Regions from separate parts of the Mus musculus genome. Here regions 1, 2, 4, 5 and 6 are each linked to region 3. The links are chromatin contacts, called in public Hi-C, HiChIP or PLAC-seq and promoter capture Hi-C maps. All regions are on one chromosome and are shown on one strand. Each heading gives the region's core, a stretch centred on a gene start, on an enhancer-like site or on the middle of the called end of the contact. The rest is flanking DNA. Distances are from core to core; before and after follow the strand shown. Region 1 holds the start of Abhd16a (abhydrolase domain containing 16A). Region 2 holds the start of Notch3 (notch 3). Region 3 holds the start of Rgl2 (ral guanine nucleotide dissociation stimulator-like 2). Region 4 has its middle 19 kb from the start of H2-Q1. Region 5 holds the start of Neu1 (neuraminidase 1). Region 6 holds the start of 2310061I04Rik (RIKEN cDNA 2310061I04 gene).

What was found. Promoter capture Hi-C pulls out the DNA fragments that hold promoters and counts their contacts. Hi-C and Micro-C count contacts between places; a contact is called where the count stands out from the background. HiChIP or PLAC-seq counts read pairs in DNA pulled down with a chosen protein or histone mark.
Region 1: a Hi-C map of B cells shows a contact between it and region 3, with 7 read pairs. The contact joins the promoter of Abhd16a here to the promoter of Rgl2 in region 3. A contact is called at or near these places in 1 of 39 promoter capture datasets (liver), 1 of 484 Hi-C or Micro-C datasets (B cells), 1 of 115 datasets of contacts at active chromatin or transcription factors (embryonic forebrain) and 1 of 9 other capture datasets (liver).
Region 2: a contact with region 3 is called in an H3K4me3 HiChIP or PLAC-seq map of embryonic limb bud, with 6 times the contacts expected there. The contact joins the promoter of Notch3 here to the promoter of Rgl2 in region 3. A contact is called at or near these places in 1 of 484 Hi-C or Micro-C datasets (the HL-1 cell line) and 2 of 115 datasets of contacts at active chromatin or transcription factors (embryonic limb bud and embryonic stem cells).
Region 4: a FOXA1 HiChIP or PLAC-seq map of pancreatic cancer cells shows a contact between it and region 3. The contact joins the enhancer-like site here to the promoter of Rgl2 in region 3. A contact is called at or near these places in 3 of 39 promoter capture datasets (the 3T3-L1 cell line and cranial neural crest), 1 of 115 datasets of contacts at active chromatin or transcription factors (pancreatic cancer cells) and 1 of 9 other capture datasets (liver).
Region 5: a Hi-C map of B cells shows a contact between it and region 3, with 6 read pairs. The contact joins the promoter of Neu1 here to the promoter of Rgl2 in region 3. A contact is called at or near these places in 1 of 39 promoter capture datasets (liver), 1 of 484 Hi-C or Micro-C datasets (B cells), 1 of 115 datasets of contacts at active chromatin or transcription factors (pancreatic cancer cells) and 1 of 9 other capture datasets (embryonic stem cells).
Region 6: a contact with region 3 is called in a promoter capture Hi-C map of liver, with 5 times the contacts expected there. The contact joins the promoter of 2310061I04Rik here to the promoter of Rgl2 in region 3. A contact is called at or near these places in 3 of 39 promoter capture datasets (cranial neural crest, hippocampal neurons and liver), 1 of 115 datasets of contacts at active chromatin or transcription factors (embryonic forebrain) and 2 of 9 other capture datasets (adipose tissue and liver).

Annotation. Positions count from the first base shown.
Region 1 is chr17:35,087,921-35,090,846 of GRCm38.p6, reverse strand. Abhd16a (abhydrolase domain containing 16A) reads right to left here and starts at 1,556. Exons shown (of 20, transcript NM_178592.3): 1 at 1,391-1,556; 2 at 422-478. The coding sequence starts at 1,522.
Region 2 is chr17:32,165,509-32,168,208 of GRCm38.p6, reverse strand. It overlaps Notch3 (notch 3), which reads left to right and starts at 1,319. Exons shown (of 33, transcript NM_008716.3): 1 at 1,319-1,533. The coding sequence starts at 1,416.
Region 3 is chr17:33,928,295-33,931,199 of GRCm38.p6, reverse strand. Rgl2 (ral guanine nucleotide dissociation stimulator-like 2) reads right to left here and starts at 1,306. Exons shown (of 18, transcript NM_009059.2): 1 at 1,156-1,306; 2 at 759-955. The coding sequence starts at 914. Tapbp (TAP binding protein) reads right to left here. Exons shown (of 8, transcript NM_009318.2): 8 at 1,910-2,905.
Region 4 is chr17:35,300,452-35,303,151 of GRCm38.p6, reverse strand. No RefSeq gene overlaps it. Among named protein-coding and RNA genes, the nearest start is that of H2-Q1, 19 kb to the left of the region's middle. Within about 2 kb of position 1,266, at least 127 of the 459 cell types and tissues checked have an H3K27ac peak or open chromatin away from gene starts, as enhancers often do. A contact at or near this core is called in pancreatic cancer cells, where this site is marked.
Region 5 is chr17:34,929,974-34,932,753 of GRCm38.p6, reverse strand. It overlaps Neu1 (neuraminidase 1), which reads right to left and starts at 1,501. Exons shown (of 6, transcript NM_010893.3): 1 at 1,207-1,501; 2 at 646-838; 3 at 1-188. The coding sequence starts at 1,347. It overlaps Slc44a4 (solute carrier family 44, member 4), which reads right to left. Exons shown (of 21, transcript NM_023557.3): 21 at 2,318-2,639. The coding sequence ends at 2,518.
Region 6 is chr17:35,896,014-35,898,713 of GRCm38.p6, reverse strand. 2310061I04Rik (RIKEN cDNA 2310061I04 gene) reads left to right here and starts at 1,336. Exons shown (of 6, transcript NM_001033630.1): 1 at 1,336-1,523; 2 at 2,642-2,700. The coding sequence starts at 1,452. It overlaps Atat1 (alpha tubulin acetyltransferase 1), which reads left to right. Exons shown (of 13, transcript NM_001142744.1): 11 at 247-326; 12 at 415-457; 13 at 799-1,119. The coding sequence ends at 973.

The DNA.
Region 1 (2,926 bases), core at 307-2,806, 1.2 Mb before region 3:
CAGCCTCTCTGTCTACTCAAGTTAATCAAGCCTTCCCAGTTGGCCCCACTCAAGAGAGTCCCAGGTTTTGTCCCCAAGAGATGTGAGAACATCACCATAGGAACTCTGCCAGGGAGAACAGCTGTCTCTGCAGCCACAGAAGTTAGTTGCCAGGGAGGATAGGTCACTAGGGACTGCAAGACTCAGAGACCTGCAGCCGATCCCAAAGGTAAATTTGTTATCCTTAGGGCTCAAACTGCTCTGGAAAAAGCTTATGGTACACAAAGGGGACTTCCTAAGGGAGAATGCCAACGGTAGGCACTTGGGATACGCTGGTCCTCTGTGCAAGCTCTGCTGTACAGGGCCCAGAGCACCCCTCACCTCCTGGGGTGTTGCCTTCTCCAGGGCTGGGTTTGACTGGCAGATGCTGGGACTGACTTACCAGTGCCAGGATGCTGTCTGCATGTTTCTCCAGGGCCCGAGGCTGATAATACGTATCCTGCCAAAACAGATGGCCTGTTAAGGACCTTGCCAGCTGACAGGCCCTTCCTCCCTTCCAGAAGCCCTAACCTGTGTCACCTGGTTCTAGCCTCTGTGGCCATTTCTCCTGGGATACTCCTGTTTCTGCTGAAGCTTCAACTCCCCCCCCCTGACATTTCACCCCTCACCCTGAAAGCAATCACGGGGTGCTAGGCTTGGAAGCAAAAGTGAAAGCAGCATTTGGAAAACCGGTCCTTTTTTTCCCCTGAAACTCCATACAGATATGATTGTGTCACTATGGGGAGAGGAGTAAAATTGAAAATGAGAGACTCCATGACAATTCTAAGAGGGAAGGAATAGCATTTGATGTAAGTCGATTCCGGGAAAAATGTCGCTAAGTGTGGGCACTTCGGAAAGCCTCCTAAACATAATTTGCAACCAATAAAAACAAAAACATTTTGGAGAGCAAACTACCACCCTGAATGCAAGACCCTGGTTTTCAGGCTAGGTTTGGGGGCACAAGGCGCACAAGTAAATACATGACATGAAGTCATTTTTGAAACTGAAAAGTCAGGTTAAAGAGAAAGTCAACAGATCCTGGGAGAAATTGGGAGTAGGTGGGCAAAAGCCAGTGCGCGCAGGGGACTCCAAACTCAACTGGGACCAGCCATTCGGGGGACGCGGAGGGGGAAAAAAAAAAGCAAGCGTGGTGGTGGGTGTGAGGAAGAGTTCCTCCAAAGCCGTAAAGAGAGGCGGCGGCTGGGCCCTGCGTGACTGGGAGGGGGCCGGGAAGCGCCCGCAGGCGGACTGCGTGCGCGACCGCCACTTGACAAGCGGGCTCCCCCGTTTCCCACAGTGGGCGCGCCGGGCGAGCGCAGCGCAGCGCGGTCTGGACCATACCATGCTCTCCGCCGGGGGGAACCCGACTCACCCAGGAGCTGGACGAGGCGGCGGGGACGGCAGTGGGAGTCTCGGGGACGCTGGACGCGGCCCGGTCCGTGTCCCTCTCCCGGTAGATCTTGTAGAGCCGGGGGCCGAGGACGCAGCTCAGGAGCTTCGCCATAGCCCCGGCTCGGGCCGCTGTCCCTCGGCCTCAGGTCCCCGCCGGCCCCGCCCGTAGTCTCCTGGGCGCTGCGTGCGTGCCTGTGTGCGTGCGTGACGTCAGCACGTATCCGCTCGCCCCGTGGCAGGGTCCAGCCTGACGTTCTCGCCACGAGAGGAGTGTTCAGCGCAGTGGGCGACGGTCTACAGTTAGTTAGAGCTGTTCTGAATAGAGAAACTTAAGAAAATGAATGCCCCAGGTGGTTACTTTTTTTTTTTTAAAGATTTCTTTATTTATTATGTGAGTACACTGTTACTGTCTAGAGACACACCAGAAGAGGGCATCAGATCTCATTACAGATGGTTGTGAACCACCATGTGGTTGCTGGGATTTGAACTCATGATCTTCGGAAGCGCAGTCAATGCTCTTAACCGCTGAGCATTTCTCCAGCCCCCACATTTTTTTTTTGGTTTTTCGAGACAGGGTTTCTCTGTGTAGCCCTGGCTGTCCTGGAACTCACTCTGTAGACCAGGCTGGCCTCGAACTCAGAAATCTACCTGCCTCTGCCTCCCCAGTGCTGGGATTAAAGGCGTGCACTACCACGCCTGGCTTCACTTTTTTTTTTTTTTTAAACCCTATCCCTTAATGTCAGCATGTTCTGGAACGATCACTGGGTGAGAGTAGGAGCATTTGACAAGAACTTCAAGAAAAGAGGCTAGTGTCTGGATTTGTAGCTCAAGTATAGAAAACTTTGCTTAACATGCTGAAAGCCCTGGGTTACACACACACACACACACACACACACACACACAGATCTAGGGATGTATCCATTAGAAGAAATAGCAGGATTCTTCTGAAGAATTCTATTTAAATTTTTTTTTATTTTATGTATATGAATACACTGTAGCTGTTTTCAGACACACCAGAAGAGGGCGTCTGATCTCATTACAGATGGTTGTGAGCCACCATGTGGTTGCTGCTGGGACTTGAACTTAGGATCTCTGGAAGAGCAGTCAGTGCTCTTAACCACTGAGCCATCTCTCTAACCCAAGAATCTTTTTTTTTTTTTTTTAAGTTTTTGAAAGAAGTAATCTGCCCGATGTAGTGCCACATGCTTTTAATCCCAGCACTTGAGAGACAGAGAGAGATGGGTGTGTTGACAGATTGGCCTCTTGAGTTCCAGGCCACCCTAGTCTACGTATGTAGTGAGTTCCAGGCCACTCAGGGCTATATAGAGAAACCTTGTTCAAAGTGCTAGGATTGGTGGTAAAGGGCTCTGGCTGCTTTTCGAGATGTCCTACATACAATTCTCAGCAACCACATGGTGGCTTACGATCTGATCCCCTCTTCTGGCATGCAGATATACAAGCAGATGGAGTACTTATATATGTAGAAATAAATCTTAAAGTGCTAGGAGTAAAGGCA
Region 2 (2,700 bases), core at 70-2,569, 1.8 Mb after region 3:
AAACACACACACACAAATAAATCTTTAAAAAGTGTATCCGTGACTGTCCTGGAATTTGCTAGGTAGACCAGGCTGGCTTTGAATTCACAGATCTATCTGCCTTTGCCTCTGGAGACCGTGTGAACCATGACATCTTCCCCAATTAACAAAAATACACTTATTTATTATGTAGCCAGTTGGGGGGGGGGGCGCGGCAGGGAGGGGAGATGGGCCCTCTACAATGTAGAGATCAGAGGACAACTTGTGGAAGTTGTTCTCTCCTCCCACTACAGGAGTGTCTGTGTATGCCCTTCCAGGATTATATGGGTCCTCTGTTTCAGTCCTTTGGTCTCCTAGTGATGGAGATGTTCAAGAACGGCACCCTTCACCCGACTCCTGAGATTTCCCCTGAATGCACCTCTAGAGCTTCCATTCTCACTTCACACAGAGGGAGTGTTCAGAGCCTTTGCAGGTCTCCTGGATGTAAAACTCAGTGAATGGCAACGAAATGATAGGCCTCATGGTAAAACCATGTAGAGTGTGGGATGTGCTAGGAGCTGGTGTGGATTTTTTTTACAAAGTATTTTATCTTATTTCTTGCGCACATAAGCGTGTGTGTGTGTGTGTGTGTGTGTGTGTGTGCGCGCGCGTGCGTGCAAGCATTCGAGCACAGTGTGTGTAGGAGTGCATGTGTATCACGGGGTACATGTGGCAGTCAGAAGACAATGTATGTGTTGGTTTTTTTATTTTAGCATGGGAGGCCCAGGAATTGAACTCGGGTGTCTGTGATTGGCAGCAAGCACCTTTCCCTCTTCGGTAGACCTTTGTGATCTTCACATTGTAGGAGAGCTGCACACAGGTACATGAGACTCATATCCACGAAACCCCTGGCCAGATTGTAAATGCTGCCCGCCCGGGTTTGTGGCGCAGTTGGAGCCTGAGTTTTGAGGTGATTGATGTTTAGTGTCCCCATGAAACTTCTATATGGTTTGCATGGGTGCGGCTACTTTTGTTCATTGGCCTCTCTACACCCAGGTTTAGAGGGTTTGGAGTCAGGGGTGTTTGCGTTTGTGTCATGACTGTGTGTGTGAGCCCTGGCTTTGGTTGTGTGCTGGAGGATAAGGATGGATGTGCTCACGAGCTGGATACCTGTCACGTCACGCAGGTTAAGCCCGCATCTCTTGTGGCAGACCTGAGTGTACCGAGGTCTGCAAGTCCCAGGCTTGGCGGGTAGAAGGGTCGGACCCCAGGAGGCCGGGCAGGGGGCGGGGGCGCTCAGAGCCGGCCCCGGGGCGGGGCGAGCCGCCCAGGCCTGGGGGCGGGGCAGCCCGACAGCCTCACTTCGGCGAAGTTGGCGGCGCGGAGGCTGGCCCGGGACGTGCCCGGAGCCCTGGGAAAGAGGGAGGAGGGAGGAGGGAGGGTCGTGGCCGGCCGCCATGGGGCTGGGGGCCCGGGGCCGCCGCCGCCGTCGTCGCCTGATGGCCTTGCCACCGCCACCACCGCCCATGCGGGCGCTGCCCCTGCTGCTGCTGCTAGCGGGGCTGGGGGCTGCAGGTGAGGGATCAGGGACTCGGAGGGTGGGACTGGGGTTGCAGGGGCGGGGAAGCAAAAAAAAAAAAGTATATATATATATATATATATTCTCCTAAGTTTGGAATTTAGAGGACCTGCCCCCCCAGGATTAAAGCCGGGGCAGAGATGCAGCAGCTGGGGGTGTGTATCAGTCATGGGGTTCGCACAGATTCATGATGGGAAGGCAGGATCCTAGAGGCCCAAGGAATCGAGACCCTTGAATGAATCAAGAGTCCAAGAGTAGGAGCTGGAGTTGTGGGAATCTGGGGCTGAAATTCGGAAGCGAGGTGTACCAAAAGTTTCAGGCTCACCCCATCCTACTTCTGCCTGGAGTCCTGGGAAGGTTAGGATGGGGGCTCAAGGACCCCCCAAGGCCTAGGACCCCTTGCACAAAAGCGCCTCCCCTATCCCGGGCGGGCCGTGAAGGGGGGGGGGGGACAAGGAGGGGGCGCGGAGTTCTCGGAGCTCTGAACTCGGAGAAAACGTCTCATGTTGGAGAGCTGCAAGACCCGGCGCTGGAGCGCGAGAAGCAGGAGCTGGAGCCCTTGCGAAGCCCGCGCCCCCTCCCCCGCGTGCCGCCCGATCCCTCTTCAGGCCGCCGGGATCCCGTAGTCTCGGGACCCCGTCTCTGTGCCGGGAGGAGAAGGGGCGAGGTCCACGTGCTCATCTCCAGCTTCTGGGCCCCCATCCCTGTGGCCGCAGCCCCTCCCCAGCATGCCTGGGCCCCCCTCCCCTCTTCCTCCACTCTGAGCTCCCCTCCCCCGCTCGGGACAATGGCTTCGCCGTCTAGACACCCCCTCCCCCCGGCCGGCCTCACGCTTTCTTTGCCAGACAAAGCGGGACCCACGAAGGGCCAGAGCGGGGACTGAGGGGGCGCCCCCACCCCTGCCCCGGGAGGCCTGATCAGCGGGGGAGGGGCATAGGCAGTTGGCTGTGGCCAGGGGTTCTAGGGCTCCTATGGTGGGACTCAGTGCTGGGCCGGGTGAGAGTTGCATAGAGAGTGGCTTAGCCTCTAGGCTCTACTAGGCAGGACTGGGCAGGAGCCACCGCCCCCGCGGGGCCAGTGCAGACTCATGGCCTGTCACACATAGAAAGGGAAAAAAATGCATGTGCACAGGTTTAGTACAGCCATAGATGCACACTTGGCAC
Region 3 (2,905 bases), core at 57-2,556:
CAATCCCAGTTACAAGAAGGGGAAGTAAGGATGATGGGGGGGGGGGGCGGTAGACTCAGAGTCATGTGGCCCTAGCCCCTCCCCCGACCGATCCCGAAAAACCAGCCTTGCTAGTCACCCTAACTTTACCAATGTCGGGGCCCAGGAGTCTGGATCCTCGGGCTCCGAATCTAACTTCTGGACCCTCCTGAATCCCTAAATCTTGCTGCGGACTACATCCTATCAGTCTCTTTGGACGAAGATGACCACGCTCTACCTATCCCGGGATCATCTCTCCAGGTGCCGGAACCTCTTGGCTTGCTGCCCTCTATTGAGCACCAGGGGGTGGGGGAAGAGGCGGCGAAATCTGAGGGTTCCCTCCCCAATCCTAGAGTCTGAGGAGCTGGTTACTGTGGAAACAAACCCCTCCCAGCCAAACAAAAAACGAGGAGGGAGACAGGGACCAAGATACAACTGCCCAGTGGCACCCGTCTAAGCAGGTATGGGCAAAGAGGGCCTGAGCCCCGCAGGCACAGTCAGCCCGTCTGCCAGCCAGCCATTCTGGTTCCGGCAGGTTCCTACGGGCAGGTTCCGAGCAGACAGACAGGGCGAACTTCATAGACACCAGGACCCGCAGCCAGGGGACAGATATCCAGAGAGAGTGTGGCGGGCGGGATGCGAGTGAGGCGGGGAGGAAGAGACCGAGGGACCCAGAGACACCGAAAGGAGGAGAGTCTCAGAAATATTTAATGCCCTGCCTCCCGCCACCCGCGTCTCACCTCTTCTTCTTCCTCATCCTCTTCCTCCTGCCCCCCGCCCACGGCCCGGCCACCTGGGTCCCCACCCTCTTCGGGGTCCCGGCTCCGGAAGCTGCTCAGCACGACTCCCCCGGGGGGGGTCGTGTCCAAAAGCAGCCGCAGGGGCCGCGGGAGCATGGCCGAGAGAAGCAATCAGCGGGGTCGGGCCATGGGGGCGCCTGGGGAGAGACGGGTGGGATTGGGTGGAGTCAGACGGGCGTGGGGGAGACGGACAAGAAGGGACCTAGGTGGGAGTCCCTGAGGAAGGCTGGGGGAGGGAGATACGGGAGTGGGGAAACCCAAGCCCTCGGTGCTTGCTTGGGACTTGGGGGCTAACTAGTGCGGAATGGGCAGGGTCACCCGGTGCTCCGGCTCTGACCTGCTCGGGAAGGGCGAGGGCTGCGCGCGGGTCCCGGGCCTCTGTTCTTGTCGGTCTCTGGCCCTCTACCGAGTCCCCTCCCCGGCTTTTCCGCGATGCCCCCCTCCTGCACCCCGCCGGGCTCCCGGGCCCTCCCGCCCTTTCCGCTTCCCCCCTCCCCGCGTCCGCCCGACAGCAGGAGCCAAAAAGGGAAGGAAGTGAGGACAGGAGCCAGGGAGAGCGACTAGGGGAGTGCTGGACGCCAGGGGCTGGGACGCAGGCTGCAGGTGCACTACTCCGCTGTCCCTTGCAGCCCCACTCGGTGGCTCTGAAGCCCGCGTCTCGCAGCAGACACGCTGGAGACCAGGGTCCTGTCTCAAGCCTCCACAGGAAGGCAAACACGGAATTTTAAGTCACTTTTTCTAACCAGAGCGGCGCTGCAACTGCCGAGGAAAGTGCCCTAGCAGTGGCGCGACCCCGTTACTGCAGCTCGAGAATGACACTGCCGCCCCGGCACGAGTGCAACGGAGCGAATCCGCGCCGGGTTTTCTGTGCCGCCCTTATGCCCGCCCACTCGCGGGGAGGGGGCGGAAGCCGGCTAGTGCGGCGCTTCCGGTTCCACTCGGGTCCGTCGCTCCGGGCGTCCGGCTCTCACCGTGCGCCCGAGCGCGCGCGGTTCCCACGGTGGCTATGTCGTCTCCCGGGTGCGAGACGAGGACCGGGAGGTGACCGAGGTTGGCTGTGCTTGGAAACGGGAGAATGAGAGGCCCGCATGGAAACTCGGAAAGACTTTATTAGCTCACGAGGACCGGCGAACAGGAGAGGACGAACCACACGGGGACATTCGTAAAGGGCCGAGACCCACCAGGCCCGGAGATGGTAAAGGTGGACCAGGCAAAAGAAAAGCTGTGGTAGGAATGGAGAGCTGGAGAGGTAGGCTTTAGTCCGCGAGGGAGACACATGGACCTTTCCGTCTCTAGACTACTGCTGTGGGCTGTCCCTGAGGTCTCTAGAATCTTAAGATGCTATGAAGACCTTTCGTCCTAATCCCCTGGCCAGTGGTTCTCAACCTTCTTAACATTAACGCAGTTCAAGTTGTAAAATTATTTTCTTTGCTACTTCGTAACTGCCTTTACTACTGTTGTGAATCCTAATGTCTGGTATTTCCGATGGACTTAAAGGGGGTTGTGAGCCACAGGTTATGAACCCGCCTCTCTGGCGCATACACTGGTTCTTCTCAACCCTGGGACTCTACGCATGTGTGTTCTTATATTTAGTTCTCTCAACAAAGCCCCGCCAAGTAACCCCGACTGACCTGAAACTCCCTATTTGTAGATCAGGCTGGCATGGAAATGTCAGAGATCCACTGCCTCTGCCTCCCGACTGTGGGCATCAAATGAGTGTGGCGCTAAGTCTCGCTTTTTTCTCATCTTAAAAGTTTAGTTCGAGTCCAGCGGTGGTGGCGCACGCCTTTAATCCCAGCACCTGGGAGGCAGAGGCAGGCGGATTTCTGAGTTCGAGGCCAGCCTGGTCTACAGAGTGAGTTCCAGGACAGCCGGGACTATACAGAGAAATCCTGTCTCCAAAAACCAAAAAAAAAAAAGACCTCTAGGCATGGTGTCCAGTGCCGTTTGTCACTCCGAGGCAGAGGGACAGGTGGATCTCTGGGACTTCGAGGCCAGCCTGGTTGGCTTGGTGAGGGTTCAGGACAGCCAGCCAAGGCTACATAGAGAGACCTTGTCTAAAAACAAGAACAAAACAAGAAAGATTG
Region 4 (2,700 bases), core at 17-2,516, 1.4 Mb before region 3:
TTGAGACAGGGTTTCTCTGTGCAGCCTTTGTTGTCTTGGAACTCTGTAGACCAGGCTGGACTCGAACTTAGAGACCCACCTGCCTCTACCTCCTAAGTGCTGGGACTGAAGGTGTGTGTCTCCACAGCCTGGCAACCTTGACCAAGTCTTGAACAAAAGCTAGGCTGGTTTGCAGACCTGTAACCCTGGCTAATTAGGGACCAGAAGCACTGGATGGAAAACCTGCTTCAGTTACAGAGTAAGTTCAAGGCCAGCCTGGACCACGTCTTAAAAGTAAAGGCTGGGACACAGCTCGGTGGCAGGAAGCCGTCCCTAGGTCCCATCTACAGCGTGGGGGAAATTCCAGGTGAAAGATGCTGTCAAGGGAAAAAAAGAGTAATTTGAGGTTATTTCCTTTACCCCATTCACTTCCCAGGGCCTTGGCTGGGGGCCTAAGTCCACCCAGACCCCGTCCCAGGCATCCATGCTCCTTTCTCACTTGTTACAACTTTCCCACCTACTCCACCACCCCCTTCTAGGTGTCAGACCTGGGGATCCCAGGCTTCTGGTTTTACCTTATAGCCCCGGGTGTTCTGGAACTTGCTATGTGGTTGAAGAATGCAGAGATCTGCTCTCCTGAGTTTTGGGATTGAAGGCATTCCCAGAGAAACCCAGGACCCTTTCTTTGTGTGGTCACATCAAGCTCAGCCGGTGTGTAGTTCAGTGAGGACACGGTCAACAGGCAGGAAGCCCTGGGGTAAATCCTGGGCAACAGCAACCACAAAAGGAAAAACAACTAATGCTCTGCTGTGGCGGGCTGTGCAGGGGATACCCGGTTTCTTAGTGTGGCCCTTCCTCAGTGTGAGCTGGACAGCTTCGCGGGCTTGTGAAGCTGGCCAGCAGTTCCTGAACTCTGCAGTCTGCAGTCTGGAGGGACATTTGACATAGAGCCCAGTCCATCTCCAAGATTCTTGGGAGCTGCGATGCGGAGCACGGCCGCCAGGGGGCAGCAGGACACAGGAATAGGAGCGGCTCCAGTTCCTGATCACCTAAGTGGCTGTGAGCTTTGAATGCTGGGAAAGGTAGGGAGTTGTGGTCGCCTATGCCCTCTTCATACCGAAGCAGCCAGGGATTTTCCTTTCAGCCCCAAATCCTCTGGTTTGTGGTTTTCACGGGTCCTTATGATCTTCGGACTGAAACACAACTTCTGAGCGAGATTACACCTCGGCTCCTCTCTAGATTGTGACTCAGCACCAACTCTCCAGTCACAGTGACATAGACACACACACACCATGGCATGCTGAGGTGAGGCATGAGGATCAAGTTGTAGGTGGGAAAGGTCAGGACTGGAGAGATGACTCAGAGGTTGAGAGCATTAACTGCTCTTCCAAAGGCCCTGAGTTGATTTCTCAGAAATCACGTGGTGGCTCACAACCATCTATAATGAGATCTGGCGCCCTCTTTTGGTGGCTATAGACATATGCAGGCAGAACACTGTGTACATAATAAATTTTTAAAATAAAATAAAGAATTCAAGGTCCACCTGAGCTACAACAAGGCATACAGCACAAACAGCATAAATGAACGAACACACAGGCTCCATAGACCAGTAGCATCAGGGGCCACTCTGTAGAAGGAATCACCCTTCCCTGGCTGATTCCCTAAGATCATTGTGTACACATCATTAGATGTACACGCCTACTGCAAGGGTCCCTAGAGTGCTGATCTAGGTTTGGAGGTGTTCCTATGCGCTGTAGTGACCCCCAATACTGTTCAGGTATCTCTTTCTTTACAGAAATCTTATTTCCCTTCATTTATTTTTCATTCTTTTAAAAAATATTTTTATTTATATGGGTGTTTTGCCTCCATGTATCTTGCGCGCGCTCAACTGGCCAGGAAGAACGACGCTGCAACAGGATCCTTCTGCACACGTTTATTGGGAGAGCTTGATTGTAGAGGCGAAAAGACCTCGAGCCCAGAACTGGTGCTGCTTTTATAGGCCTAGGAGAGGCGTGTCTCACACCCGGATTGGTTATGCACTATGCCTCATTTGCATGTTCCTCATCTGATTGGCTACTCTCTCTCAGTACCTCACAGAGCCTCATTATCATAACTCATTTGCATGTCTCACATCTGATTGGTTACTCTCTCTCAGTACCTTACAGAACCTCATTATCATACCTCATTTGCATGTCTCACATCTAATTGGTTATACTCTCAGTACCTTACAGAACCTCATTATCATGCCTGGGCCAGGCAGTGTCTTTGCAAAAAACTTTACTGCATATGTACACATTGGTTGTTTGTCCAATTTTATGCGTGGTGGCCAGCAGTAGTCAGTGCCACTCAGCAACGGCACATGTGGCTTCCCACACATGTATGTCTGTGCCCCACAAGCATGGAGTTCCCCAGGCCGCCAGAAGAGGGCACCCTACCCATCTAAGGCTGAGTTACAAGTGGATGAGAACTGGAACTGAACCCAGGTCCTCTGGAACAGCAGTGAGCATTCTTCACCTCGGAACAATCTCTGCAGCTCCATAATTTTATTCGGAAGTGACACCATTTTTATTTTTATGCCTTGGCTCTCTGAGATTCTTTTCTCTGCAGCACAGGGCCTCAGTCAGGCCTGAGCCTCCTAACTCCCCTGCAGAGAAGGTGTGAACAGGAGAAGCCCTGGCTTCCTCAGGGGCACAGAGTCCCAGAGAAGGAGCTTCCCAATCC
Region 5 (2,780 bases), core at 252-2,751, 1.0 Mb before region 3:
GGAAATGCCGTCGTCCTTACTCCAAACCAACATGGTAGAGGCCACCTGGCAGTTGACCTTGTGAGCACAGAGGGTATAGATAAGGAACACTATCCCTGTGTCTACATCGTTCACCACAGCGCCCAGGTTCAGGCCATCGGAGGCCTCCCCATCGTCTACGATGAAGGCTGTAGAGGACCACGTGCTACCTAGAAGAAGAAGAAAAAAAAAAGAGCAGAGAGAAAATTGTACGGGTTGTTGTTTACTTCCTGCCTCTCCCCGGGGACCTCAATGTGGCACCAGAACCATGTTTCTTCTTTCTCTGACATTATTTCCTGCTAATTCCCCTGAGACATAATTCTCATTTTCAGTACCTTGGTTCTTAGTTACAGAAACTATGGACAAAATTCATCCTCTGGTTTCCCTAACTCATTAGGGACTCAAGCCCCAAAGTTCTATCTCTGGGCTGAAGTCATCCTCTGCCCTGGCCTCGGATGCCAGGAGCAGGAAGATCGCTGTGAGCCCCTGACCCCAACCAGCCCAGCAGCTCAGTGGTCCCCGGGGTCTGCTCGGCTCTGCTCCATTGATGAAGGGAACCCCCAACTCCCTACCCCGATCACCCATACAACCCAGCACCCGCTCTTTCCACCCGGGAGCCTTTGTTACCCTGGTCCGTGGACCTCCTCATGGCGATGAACTTGGCCCCCTCATCGGATGCAGATTTTTTCCTGGCCTCAGCGAAGGCCAGGAGCGTGCCCCGAGGGGTGGCTGTGATGAGCGGGATGCGGAAAGTGTCTACAGAGCCGATCTGCTTCCCGCTCACCCACAGCAGCTGCTCCATGGTCACCAGCGGCTGCACCTGCGCAGAAGGACACCTCAATGCAGACAAGCTTCACGAGGTTTAAGGTACCTAAGACCGATAGGTACTGGCTCCAGCCAGGGTTCCCATGAGAGAGGGTAATGGGGAGCCTGAGTAGGGGTGAAGGGTGTCCTAGAACAAGAGGTGGGAGCCCAGAGGATAGTATGGGCCGAACCTGGAGGCTCCTGAGCAAGGAGAGGCTGCGAGGGGAGAAGGAACCTTCAGGGATGAGGGGCAGGACCCCATAACAGTTGAGCCAGGGGCCCAAGGAAGCAAAGGTGTTGGGAGGGGATGGAGGGGCAGGAGTGTCACGCGGAGGGATGGCCGAGCTGGGCAGTGGCCACCTCTGCAGGTGCAGCAAGGCTCACCAGGCTGAAGTCATCCTCTGCCCTGGCCTCGGATTCCGCCGCGGACACCAGGAGCAGGAAGATCGCTGCGAGCCCCTGACCCCGACGGCCCGCCCAATAGCTCAGCGGTCCCCGGGGTCTGGTCGGGTCTGCCCCCACCATAGCTCCCGGCGATCCCTGTCCAGGAACTGGTCACCGGTGGCAAGCCGTCAGCTGACCTCGGCCCTTTAAAAGCGCGCACGTCACTCCGACCCCTCCCCTTGGGGGCCGCAGCCCGCGCTGCCGCGACTCCAATTAGTCCATCAGCATGTGACCCAGAGGCGGCCCCAGTCTGTGTGAGCCTTTTGACTGGCTCTAACGCCAGAACGTGACGAAAGGGGCGGGGCGTGTTTTAAAGCAACCGGCGGCTATGAAAGGCACTGACCCCTTGTGGAAGAGACAGGTTAGGGATGGCATATGACTCAGTTGGTAGAGTACCTTCCTAGTTTGTATGAGTCCCTAGGGTTGGGAAGCCCCACTCCTAGCTGAGGAGATCTTGGCAGTTGATGGCTGCTAGGGGAGAGAAAGGCACTTTTCTTTAGGAGTGTGCCCATGGTACCCCACGTCCCAGTGGATGACCCCAATGCCCTTAAGCACATGACTAACACTGATTAGAATCACTAGGTTAAAAATAATAAGCAGCTGGGCGTGGTGGCGCACGCCTTTAATCCCAGCACTTGGGAGGCAGAGGTAGAGGCAGGCAAATTTCTGAGTTCGAGGCCAGCCTGGGCTACACAGAGAAACCCTGTCTTGAAAAGCTAAAAAAAAAAAAAAAAAAAAAAAGCGACGAATGAATGAAAAAAGAGCCACCCTCCTTCCTGAGTTCTAAGCCAGCCTGGTCTACAGAGTGAGTTCTAGGATAGCCAGGGCTACACAGAAAAATTCTGTCTCTAAACAGACACAGATAACTTGGAAATTCCAGTGCTCCTGCCTGTACCTCCCAAGTACCGATTACAGGCATGTGTCCCAGCCCTGCTTATGCTATAGACAGAATCCGGGGACCCTTCCATGCTAGGCAAACTCTACCAGCTGAGTTACACCCCAGTCTCCTGGCCTCAGTCACCGAACAAGTTTTTCTTACTGGGTATTGAATCGTGTGATAGCAATTTGGATTTTAATTAAAAAAAAAAAAAAAGGAAGCAAGTTTTCACTGAAAATAAAGCCATAAACTTATCAAGAATATAAAATATTAGTCTTTAATAAAATCTGTTTTCTACAAAATCGTGATTCTCAAGGCATTGACGGCAGGGCTTCTGTACAGGAGGGCTGCATTTCCAGGTCACGATGAGTCTCTCACTTCTTCCTGGTCTTTCCCCCTGTAGGTGCCTCATTCTTCTTGCCCAGAATCTTCAGGAGTGCCTTGGGCATGTAGTAAGGCCGCTCCTGGGAACCATCATTTCTCTCCAGGTCCTCGACTGAGAGGCAAAGTAGATCCGTCAGGGTGGATCCTGATAATGGCACCCCACTGTACCCCAAAATAATCTGGGGTGTATAAACCAAACATCCTGGTTTCCTGTCCGGGCCACTTCAGGCAGTTTGATACAACTTCCCTGGCT
Region 6 (2,700 bases), core at 87-2,586, 2.0 Mb before region 3:
ACATAATTAGATCACATCACACACCATCCCAGTTAGAGCAAAGCAACAGTGCAGGATGGTACAGGAAATCTTGAAGTATAAAATAAGCCCTCCCCTACCTTTGCTAGAAGTCTTAGACAAGAATCCTTTAGGGAGGTAGCTGCCCATCGTCTTTGTTCCCACGCTATCCCTCCTTTCTCCTCTGACCCCTCCATGCCACCTTTTCATCCTGAGCCTCTTCCCCTTCATCTCCCGTTTCTTCTACAGGGGGACTCCCTGGGGGCTGGTAGCCCAAAGCTGCCACTACAGCCGCCATGGGGGATTCAATACCTCATTCCTGGGTACAGGTAAGTAGCCACTTTTTCTTATTCTCCAACCAAATAGGTCACACACACATACGACTACAGTCTCCCTAGATGCCTGGTATTTCCACAGGCAACCAAGAACGGAAGCAGGGGGAACAGGAAGCGGAGGATAGGTGAGGTCTACACCTCCCCCTTAACAGCTGCCAGCACCTTCTGACACTGCCTAACACTACTCCTCCTGCTTCCTCCTAAGTCTGTGTGAACTGGATACCAGTTTCCCCCACACATCTTTCTACCTAACGTCGTATAAGCCTTCTTCCTTGTGGCTTGAATTCTGGTGTTTTTCCCCTCTGTCGTGCTCTGAGTACTTAAGTTTGGACACCGTGGTAACTGTCCCAGCCTTAAAACCCAACAGGTGTCTGTACATTACCCTGCACCCACAACCTTGAAGAATTGTCTCAGCGTAATTCCCCGTTAGCAGCTCTAACACACGCTTCATCTCCCTGCCCACCAGGTCGGCCAGTGAGGATCGGGTCTTGTTACTGGATGGGTCTGGGGAGGAGCCTACACAGACAGGTGCTCCAAGGGCCCAGGCGCCACCCCCCCAGTCCTGGACGGTGGGTGGGGACATAATGAACGCCAGGGTCATTCGAAACCTGCAGGAACGCCGCAGCACCAGGCCTTGGTAACCATGGCCAAAGCTTAGTCCTCAGTATGGATGCATTCATTCACTCATTCATTCAACAGGCCTGTCAGCCTCAGATCCTTTGTATCGTTATTTTTAACCAGAGCAATAAAAGTATTTATTTGTTATCACTATAGCTACCGACAAAAAGTGACTTGTCATTATTCAAATTCACATGCCCCTCAGTCTCTCTCCTGAAACTATATTCAGTCCTACCTCCCCTCATTTTGCTAGGCCTGACAAGAGGCTGCGCAGGCGCCCTGGGAGCGCCCCGGCCCGCTGTGCGCAAGCGCACTCCCGCGTAGCGGCGCCTGGGCTGCTGCGGGCCCGCTGTGCGCAGGCGCACGGTCTCTCCGTTTTCCTCCCTTAGCCCCGGCCCCCCCCTCCCTCCTTTCCCCTTCACGAAGCCGGCTCCGGGGCGCGCTGCCCGGCGAGGAGACGGAGACGGGACGCGGGAGGCGCCCGTTCACTCCCGGAACACCATGTACCGTCCGAGCCCGGGGGCCGCCCGGCGCCTCGGGCCCTGCCTCCGCGCCTACCAGGCGCGACCCCAGGTGAGGAGGGGCGGGCGGAGACCCTCCTCAGAGCCGGCCGAGGGGCGGGGCGCCGGGCCGCGCAGGCGCAGAGGCCCCCGCCGCCCCTGACCACCCGTGTGCTGCACGTGTGAGGGGCGCGGGGCCCGCTAGGGCCGGCGTTCCCGGTGAGGTCCGGGGAGCGGCTATCCCGGGTGGCCCCGGTCCCCGCCGTTCTTACCTGTGCCTGGAGGTGACTTGAAGGGCAGGGCAGAGAGGCCGGAACTGCGGGCCTGTGGTGCACCTGCAGAACGGTCCTGCCCGAAAGGCTGGCCGCTGCACCGGGTCGGGCTCCGGGGGACGGCGGGAGCACGGCCACGCCCCCGGCGACGGGGAAGGCTCCCAGAGGGCTCGGCCAGGCCCCATGGACCCCCTGCCCCTGGGGTTCCTGGGCGCCAAGGGACTTGGAATCAGGCTTGACCTCGGGTGACCTGCCATCCTTGCAGTAGCAGCGTTAGTGACCGAGTTCACCCTTCAGCAATCGGCCCGATTGTCATTTAATGGTGCAGAAAATGATAATATAGAATATATATGTAATATATAATGATAATAGCTTCCGTTTATGTACTACTTTATGGGTGACGAAGTTTATACATTCATCATCCTGTTATATAGGCCTCTCCTCTATTTACTGGAAACTGAGGTGCAGGCAGAGTGCCCAGAGGTTCCAACAGAGTCAACTCAGAACTATTCACACCTTCACTTGGATGTTCTTTGCCCTGCACAGCTCTATTTCAGAATCCTGATACATGTTATATATAGATCGCATCATTTCTCCCATGGAGCAGTAAACCAGGATAATGATGGAATCATAGGTGTTCTTTCTAAAGTTGGGGACGGTGGCCCTGGTGCTGTTGTCCTCCTGCGCTCTTTCCTCATGTCTCCCTTTCCTCTGGTAAACTCTCTTCTGCAGGTAGGACTTGAAGCTTCTGATCAGCCCAGCTGGGGTGGAGGAGCATGAGCTGATTTCTTGTTCCTTTGTTTGGTTTTGTTTTTTAAAACTAGGTCTGTGTAGCCCTGGCTGGCCTGGAATCCATGGTAGCCCCTACACCACCATGCTTAGATGTCTGATTTTTTTCTTTTTGTTCTCTTTTCCCTAGGACCAGCTCTCTCCTCGACCTCTACCATTCCCCCCGCTCTGGCCCCACTCCACTCCACC